Regions from separate parts of the Rattus norvegicus genome. Here region 2 is linked to region 1. A link is a contact called in public Hi-C data. All regions are on one chromosome and are shown on one strand. The core of a region is the stretch at or near the end of the contact, and the rest is flanking DNA. Distances in the headings are between cores, read along the strand shown. Region 1 has its middle 17 kb from the start of Dut. Region 2 overlaps Fbn1 (fibrillin 1).

Region 1 (4,720 bases), core at 819-3,318:
TTTGTTTTCTTGAAAAGCCCAGTCGTGTTGTGTGACTGTTTTTGTTTTAATCCCAGGTGTGGGATTTGAGCCTGCTACAGATCATCCACAGCCACTCACTATGACTTGTGCTGTAGGTAGGGTATGATTTTTGACAGGTGCAGATAGATACATTTGGAATTAAGGGGAATCTTGAGAGGGTATAAATTTGCTGCTGCTGCTGTTGCTGCTGCTGCTGCTGACGATGATGATGATGGGATGACAATGATGATGACTCCTGCTGCTGCTGCTGACGATGACGATGATGATGATGATGATGATGATGATGATGGGGTGACGATGATGATGACTCCTGCTGCTGCTGCTGACGATGATGATGGGATGACAATGATGATGACTCCTGCTGCTGCTGCTGACAATGATGATGATGATGGGGTGACGATGATGATGACTCCTGCTGCTGCTGCTGACGATGATGATGGGATGATAATGATGATTCCTGCCGCTGCTGCTTCCTTTTGCTGCTGGTCACTGCAGTTCCATTTGTGGTTTTGCTACTGCTGCATTCTGTTTGCTGCTTTGCTGGTTTGCAGGTTGGAGATATCCTGACTCCGAAGATTGGACTTGCCCCTAGTAACTTGCTGCTCCTAGCCAGCAGGAAGTAGTCTAAAGAGATGCGCACCCCCTTTCCCTGCTAACCTTTCTCTCCTACCTAGTGTTGGGATTGGGAAGGGATAAGGGTGGCAAAAGGTGGTAGATATAAGAACCCAATAAAGTAGCCAAAAAGTAGGGTTACAGTGAGTGGGAAGGTAGGGAGAGGAAGGAGTTTTGTGGGGAGTTTCAGGAGTGCCTATACCCTGTGTGAGTTTGAGTTTGCAGGTTATCAAAAAAAAAAAAAAAAAAAAAAAAAGATTCCTGAAGACTTGGGGACAGCTGGCACTTAGGTTACAGCTGAACATTTTCTTGGAAGAAAATACTAAATTTAAACACCATCTTTCAAACTTTTAGTGACTGATTTCCTTTTCTGGCCTTTCTACAAATTCAGTGTGTGCACCCACGAGGACACTTCTGAAGCATGAAGGGAGCTAAAGGGAGCAGGGTTCAGCTTTCCCAGTCCTAATTAAAATCCCAGTGGACTCTGCTGATCTCTTAGGAAACCAGCAAAGGTACCCACCAGCGTAGGAAGCCGACAGGATTCCCTGCATTTGCACTAGTGCAAGTGTATTCTTTTTTTTTTTTTCCGGAGCTGGGGACCGAACCCAGGGCCTTGCGCTTGCTAGGCAAGCGCTCTACCACTGAGCCAAATCCCCAACCGTGCAAGTGTATTCTTAATGCATGTCACCTGGGGTCTGTGGCTGGCTACCTACTGTCTTCACACCCACCTACCTGGCTGCGGGGCACCCTCAGCCGCCCCAGTGCCCAATAGCATTGCTTGCTTTATCTCCTTGTTCATATTCTTTGAGAAGAACAATGTTTTCTGTAAGGAAAGAAAAGGACAGTTTGCCGTTCTTATTGGATAGTCTTTTATCAAATGTTTTTTTCCATCTTAAGAAGATTAAAAAACTATTTGAGAAGCAAAAAATTTAAATATTTATAAAACACGATATTGAAACTGTCATCCAGAGAAGCGGTTCTCAACCTGTGGGATGTGACCCCTCGGGGAGTTGAATGACCCCATCATGAGTTGCATATCAGACATCCTGCATGTCAGATATTTACTTTTTGATTCGTAACAGTAGCAAAAATACAGTTAGGAAGTAGCAACAAAATAATTTTATAGCTGGAGGTCACCACAAATTGAGGAACTGTATTAAAGGCTTTAGGAAGGTTGAGAACCACTGATCCGGAGGCTTTAACCCAGATGCCCACTAGATGTCACTTTTTGTTTGCTTTTTTAGTTTTAAAAATGGCAAAAAAAAAAAAAAAAAAAAAAAAAAAAAAGTAAATTAAAAAAAGACCAAGATTCTGCAATTATAATTGAAGACTCCCAGTGGACCCAAAGCCTGGCAGGAGATGGGATGTAGCGACGTTTGAGAGCAAATGGGCAGGAGTCGTTTGAAGAGTGAGATTGTGTCCTTAAAGAAGGTTTGGCTGGTTGTGGACTTTGTCTAATCGCTCCTGGCATTCAGGAGGCCTGAGAAGACAGCGGCTCTGCCCTCCTGCTGTGCTGAAACAAAACGGAAAACTGTGCCAAGGGCCTAGGATTTTTCCTCCATTTTCTCTATTCTCCCCCTCCCCCATTTTAAGGAGAATGTGGCTTCTTCGAGAATCACCCATTAATGAAATCATTTGAAACGTTTTCAGATCTAGTCTGCGTTTGAATTTTCTATCCACAAATTAAAACTGCCTGATCTGCGTGAAAAGCATGCAGCACGAATAAGAAGACTTCTAGACGTTTCCCAGGAGTTATCTGAGGTTATCCACTTCTTGTATTTGCCAAAAAATCTAATAAGTGGCTTCAGTGGAGGCCGTGTACCCAGTGGTTTTGCTTTGTGCAACAGCTGTTTGTTTATTTGTTTTGAGCTGTCTTTGTTATTTTGGCTTCACGATGGTCAAATGAGTCTCAGTATTAAGTAAACTTCCCTGACCTGCCTATTTCCCGTCCCATCAAGCCTCCCCTTGTAAGAATAACAGTGTTCTTTTATTTGGTAGTGTGCAGCGTGATGTTTTTGGCATACCCAAAGTTTTTGACTTGCAAAACTGTGTGACCTCGAATGTGAGAGAGCTGAATGCTTTCTTCAGTACCTCATAGGGTTCCAATCTTCAAACGTGTCCTGGTGCAGATGTGTCAGAGCTGGGAAAGAATTATCAGCCTGTTTTATCATCACAAACAACAAATCGGAATAATTTTCAGTAAGTTCCTGAAAGGATTAAGCCCTGAGCCCTTGGTTTGCTGCTGCCACACTCTCCCCTCTGTACTAAATGTGGCACTTTTGTTTGTGGACATTTTATTCAGATCTTCAAAACATATTGTTTTCAAACCAGTAGCCATGTCGGGGGCTGAGGTCGATTTGCTACTCCAATCAAAGCAGGGAAACAATCTTTACTGTGTGCTCTTGCATACCCAGCTCTGGTCTGCTGTCTGGTGGGTTCTGTAAGCCCATCACACCCACCGTCTCCATCAAAAGTCGACTCCATTTAAAGTGCACTTGGCCTCTCTATCTCTTGGGTTATCTTTTCTTTTCAACCATGTGAACATCGTGGCAGTAAGCATGTGGTGGACATCTGCATCTCATGAGTGATGGCTGCTTAATCGTTCAGTTCCAAATGTTGGGAATTACATCCTGAAGAGAACAGACGGGGACAACTCAAAGGTGTCAAGGAATACAACCTCACACTCACACCTATGCCGTCTGGTAGTGTTCTCAAGGTCTCTGCAGACAGAAATCTAAATAACAGAAACCGGTGGAGCTTGGTGGTGAGAAAGGAACCTACCAGCAGTCCTTAAGCCTAGAAATAGCCCCAGAAGAGGCAGGGGGATCTCTGTGAGTTCAAGGCTACCCTGCTCTACAGCGTGAGCTCCAGGACAGCCAGGGCTACACCGAGAAACCTTATAAAAACAAAGAGCTGGTGATCAGATGGTGTCACAGACAGCAAGCCTTGAGGGCTATGTGGCAGCCATCCTTCTAACTAAACTCCAGCAACATGTTAGACTCAGTTTTCTCGTTAAAACTTCCTAGACTGTCCCTGGTCACCAGGTATGGAGATTTGAACTGTATTACCAGGATTTACTTCATTTGTACCAAGCACACACCCTTCCCACAGCAGAGGGGAAGCCCAGCTGAGCTGCCCCTTTCGTGAGAAACATGAAGTGTGCTAATGCGTAGTTGCTGTCTTTTTATATAGAGTTATAATTAATAAAACACAAATTACGTTTTAAAGTAAAAGCCAACATACATTTAAAAAAATATAGCTTTCAAGTGAAAAATTGTGAAAAGCCACTGTACTATGTGTCAGCTGCTAGCAGCCTGGGCTTTGTTGGAGAGTGCTAATGCTGGCCAGGTCTGAGAGTCTTCTGCCTGTATTTGAATCCTGACCTTCACTAGTTGCAGACTTTGTTAAGCTAATTAACCTTCTGCTTTCAGTGTGCTGTTTCTACAAAAAACGAAGGGAATCATACTGCTTATAACAGTATCTTTTAAAGCACAAATAAGTTAAATTTCAAAATGCTCAGCCAGGGCCTCCCCGCCCCCAGGAAGTGCTTGATAGAATCTACTGTTCTTATCACTGCTATGAAGTTATTCAGGTAAGTCCTTGCAAATCTTGTCGTATTGGAATTAATTGTGTCTGTTATGTATTCTAATGAGAACTTAGGAAAGAATTGAGGGTTTGAAGTCCAACTTCCCCTATCTCTGAAGGATCGTTAAGTTGTGTCATGATCAGCTTTACCACCTTAATGCAAATGTAGGACTCGATGAGATTTTTGTTATAAATCCTCCATATTTGTATTGGGGTAGAATATATTTTTAAGTTGCTTTAAAACATTTTCACTCTACATGGATTTTTATATTTATTTATATTTATTTTATATGATGAGTGTTTTGCCTTCGTGTGTGTGTGTGTGTGTGTGTGTGTGTGTGTGTGTGTGTGTGTGTACCATGTTCCCACCTGATGCCTGGGAGGTCAGAGAAAAAGGCATCGGTTGACCTGGAAGTGGAATTATAGATGTTTGTGAGTTCTCATGTAGGTACTGGGAATCGAACCTGCGCTCTAGAAGGACAAAGGTGTTTAACGGCTGAGC
Region 2 (4,382 bases), core at 825-3,324, 41 kb after region 1:
ATTTGAACTGAGTACTTAGCATTTTGGTTCCTACCTTGTGTCCTTATTACAGTGCATCGATAAATCTATTTTGAGAATTTACTAGCACCAAACAGACAGCAAAGACCTCTACTACTTGCACTCGGAGAAGCAAAGTTTCGAAATTTGAAGACCCACGGAGCGGTCCGTCAGATGGAAACATGCTTCTGTGGGGCGGCTGGAAAGATGGCCGGTCGGCACGCACGGCCAACTTCCGCCGATACTCATGTCCCAGTTCTCAGGAATCAATACCCATGACAGGGTAGCTGAGCTACTCACGAGAAGCTTGAGAGAGTGGTTGTTTGAACTAGGATCGTCGCTGTACCTTGGTGTTGCCATCCAAGAATGGTGCTCATTTACACAGATCGACTCGGTGAATGATTGTACCATGCAGGTTCTGGCTTGGGGAAAATATAATCCTACCTACCTAAAGTTGCTTTTTCTTTTTTAATTATTTGGTCTCTGGATGGTAAGTTAATGCAGCAAGATCTGAATTTTCATCTTCAGGTTATCGCCCAGTTCACCGCTGAGGTAGTCTTTGTCATATCTGTCTTCTAACTGGTTAAGTTCTTTCTTTTTATAAAGTGGAGTACTGCTGATTTGTAAGGAGTAGGTTCCAGCCACTGGCTTCTTCTTCGTGAAGTGGAGGTAGCTGACCCCTTCTTTCTGGTTGATTTTAAAGAAGCCATCTTCATTTCCAGACTCGATCAAGTATTTGTTGTGGTTCATCAGAGTTGTAAGGGCCGGCAGGAGCTCTAGGATTCGGACTTTGTTATTGATATGGGAAATATTGAAAGCAAAGCTAGCTGGCTTCTCCACATCCCAGCTCGCGAGGCTCACGTTGGCTTCCATTTCAGACCCATCCTGGAAAGACACATGGTGATGGGTTAACTCCAATTAAATATGTCCTTCAGTTCTCACACTAAAGAAAAAGCCATTCAACTCTCAAGTCAAATACAGTTCTCTGCTTGTGCGGTAGGGTAAGCTGAAAAGGCACACTCATAGGCACTTTGTTTAAGTCACAAACGTAGTCTCGAAAAATTAAGCCAGGTTGAAATCATGTCTCTCAGTAGGTCTCGAAGTGTGGTTGGTCCCTGAACCAGCGGCCTTAGCATGTCTGGAAACCATTAGACATGCCAATCCTTAGCACCTCCCAGACCCGTTGAATTAGAATTCCTGGGGCTTTTCCCAGCACTCCATTCTAACAAGCCTACCAGGTGACTCAAGCACAGTGATGTTGTTTTAAAAGCTTGCTTCATAGTTTGTTTTCTTTTTAAAGACTTATCTCATTTCCCAAACCACAGCAGGTGGGTAGCAAGACAAGTACTCAGGACACGTCTGTTTCAATTTCTCTCACTGACAGGAAACTAACTCTTTTAAAGGACACACCTATGAACCTACTTCCTGGCCGTGATGAGCTGTTAACGTTTGGTGCTTTTCCCTTAGCTTTCTGCTCGCCTCTTTGGGACCACATGGACTAGAATGCTCCCAGCCTGGAGCCAGAGATCCGGTGAATGAGTGCATTCCTGACTTTGCATCGCATCATATGTTCCTGCTCACCAGTCGAGTCCTCTCCCACCCCCACTCCTTATGGCTAGTTTCCATGGAAGAGCCCTTTCTACACCTTGGTTTCCCTGTGGGGAGTTCCATGTGTGCATGCCATTCTGCCCACTTGCTATGCTTGACTACAGACCTTGTCCTGTCTGCAGACACTGGGTAGGCGTTTGACTTTCTTCTTGGTGAGACGGAGGAAATGAGCAAGTGTGTGAGATCTGTCAAACGGCCACTCCCAAGCGGCAGCCAAAATAAATAAATAAAGCAAACCCCCAAACCCCATGGCCTCTTGCAGAGTATGGCTAGAGCCAGGAGAATGACTGGACTCTCCGTCTGGGGAGACTTCGCTCTTTGAGGTGTCCTTGTAGGGAACCATAGGAACCCTCACATATCTGCAGGCAAGGAGAGACCCTGACGTACCTGGATGTCAGAGGCATCTGTTTCATTCGTGCTTCTCCGTTTCCTGCCTCGTTTTGGGTAGCCATTGATCTTACACTCATAGCAGGCCTCTGGGGACAGTGAGTTGTCATCCATCTCGCCACTGGCAGGTGGCTCTGGGCCACCTCGGCCCATGCCCATTCCAGAAACACAATGCCTACCGAGGAAAGGAGCACAAGGCAATTTCTGTCAGATCCAGCAGCACCGATGTTCAGTCTCCCTGCTGATGACAGACTGTCCACTGGACAGTATTGGCTTCTAAACATCATACCAATGCCTGGGTGTTTAGCTCCTAATTCCAGTGCCCTGAGTACAGAGCTCTTTCTCTCAAGACACTGGTTTGCCTACTTCTTTGTCCCTTCATTTCCCAGCCAAATGTCTGCAGTACTCATGCAGGGAGGGGACACACTGAAAACTGAAGATCAAGGGTGAGCGAGATCATGTGACTTAGCGGGCCACTGTTAACATAAAAGAGAAGCAAACATGTCCCGTGGGAGTACAGAAGGCCCCCTGCCAGCTGTACCTCTAGGAGATAGTGGTGAGTGGGCAGGTGGGCCATATCTGGAACCTCTTTCCTGGACACCATATTTCTTCCTCCGCTGTGACCTTGATTTTTATGTTTTAAGTTTAAAGATCGGCAAACAGTATGTCAGATAGCATTATGGCATAGTTGGACACAGTATGTTTTGGTGGCCTTCTTTTTCTCATGTCTCCCACCTTCCTGATGCTTGCTATCTTTGCTCCCACCACCCCTCCACCCCAGTCTTTTCTGTTTTATATCCTGCGTTTTTATGTTTTGTGTCCATAGTCCAACCATTGCCTTCTCCATCACTTCTGCCCCCTGCTGGCTCAGTGTGGAGTGCTCTTCCCCAGGTCTTAATGGCTCACTTCTTATTCCAACACTACCATCATCCTTCCCTAATCCTTGTTCTCAGCGATCACTTCTATTTGACAGTTTACTCTTGCTGATGTAGGATGGGAAGTCCACACAGTGTCTGTGGGTTGATAGGAGTCCATGCTGTGAAGATGTCCAATATACTCTTATATACAGCATGGACCAGAGCAGAGTTTGCCCAACTGTGGGAAACAGTTTAACTTCGAGTCATTTCAAACCACTAAGGCCATTGGGGTTGATTCATCTGAAGGCGGATAAACAAACCCATGCCCTAGGGAGATCTAATCCTTGTTCCTTTGCTTTTCAGTTGTGGAAGCCAAGTTATGGCGTGAGCCCCACACAGTATCTGATTTGTTTTTGTCAGACTCCCTTACTAAATGTGTTGGGAACCTAGAGATTATCCTAAAAGAACCCTTACTTGGGGGGTAAAGTCCACCCAAATGATATCACAGGGAAGCCAAAGCTGTTATAAAAGGGTGGATTTCTACCACAAAATGTGCACCAAAGCCTACTAACCCGCTTCTCTACAATAGCTGACTTGTTCTCCACAGCTCATTCATTTGTTTGTCCATAGGATTCAAAATACAACACCAAGACAGATTATCTCTTGGTTCCCACTACACTTTAGAGCTTCTTTCTGGTTCCTGGGGTCTTCTGAGTGCATGCATTTGTTCCCCTCTTTGCCTAGCAGCATGGAGCATGGATGGACAAGGGAATGGGTGGAGGGGATGCCTATATGTGCATCCATGTACGATGGCTTCAGGAAGCAAGCCCAGATCTACAGGCTTGGCTTCTTTCTCAGAACTTTTCTCCAGTATTTTCTTGTCCCAGGAGCACCACTTATAAGAAATGTGGCTACAAAATCCCACTGGCAAAAAGCCAGTTTGGAGTGTCACAATTTTTTTTTTCTGGGAAAAATGGTTCTGGCATTGAACTGTAAAAAAATACTGAGTCAACTGAGAGCCAGACAGACATCTGGGAATTTGGGTCCTACTGCTGGCATTCCAAGAGCTTCCCACAAAGAATTCTTCTACCTTGAAGTTAATGCAGACTGGAATAAGTCCCTGAAAGCCAGTGTGTCAGAGACTCCAGGACTACTGAGTTCATATTTGGGATAAGTGTGTATGTGATTGTGTGTGTGTGTGTGTGTGTGTGTGTGTGTGTGTGTGTGTGATGGGCAGGGACAGAGAGAAACAAATACGCAGATAGAGTTCTAAATTAAGAACTAGGCCAGAAGTAGTGGTGGCACATGCTTTAATCCCAGCACTCAGGAGGCAGAAGCAGACAGATCTCTGTAAATTCAAGGCCAGCCAGAATTTGAGTCCAGGACAGCCAGGTCTCTGTTACACAGAGAAACCCTATCTCAAAACAAAAACAAGAACAAAGATTCATAAACTACATGTACATTCAAGTCATTAAGGAAGAACTCAACTTTAACACCTTCTAAAATTTTAAGCCATTGATAAACAGTGTTTCT

The links. Hi-C and Micro-C count contacts between places; a contact is called where the count stands out from the background.
Region 2: a Hi-C map of the A7r5 cell line shows a contact between it and region 1, with 4 times the contacts expected there. The contact joins two enhancer-like sites. A contact is called at or near these places in 5 of 12 Hi-C or Micro-C datasets (the A7r5 cell line, the Rat2 cell line, frontal cortex and 2 more).

What each region holds. Positions count from the first base shown.
Region 1 is chr3:132,967,318-132,972,037 of GRCr8, forward strand. No RefSeq gene overlaps it. Among named protein-coding and RNA genes, the nearest start is that of Dut, 17 kb to the left of the region's middle. Within about 2 kb of position 2,069, at least 7 of the 93 cell types and tissues checked have an H3K27ac peak or open chromatin away from gene starts, as enhancers often do.
Region 2 is chr3:133,008,192-133,012,573 of GRCr8, forward strand. It overlaps Fbn1 (fibrillin 1), which reads right to left. Exons shown (of 65, transcript NM_031825.2): 64 at 1,993-2,167; 65 at 170-882. The coding sequence ends at 493. Among named protein-coding and RNA genes, the nearest start is that of Dut, 57 kb to the left of the region's middle. Within about 2 kb of position 2,075, at least 8 of the 93 cell types and tissues checked have an H3K27ac peak or open chromatin away from gene starts, as enhancers often do.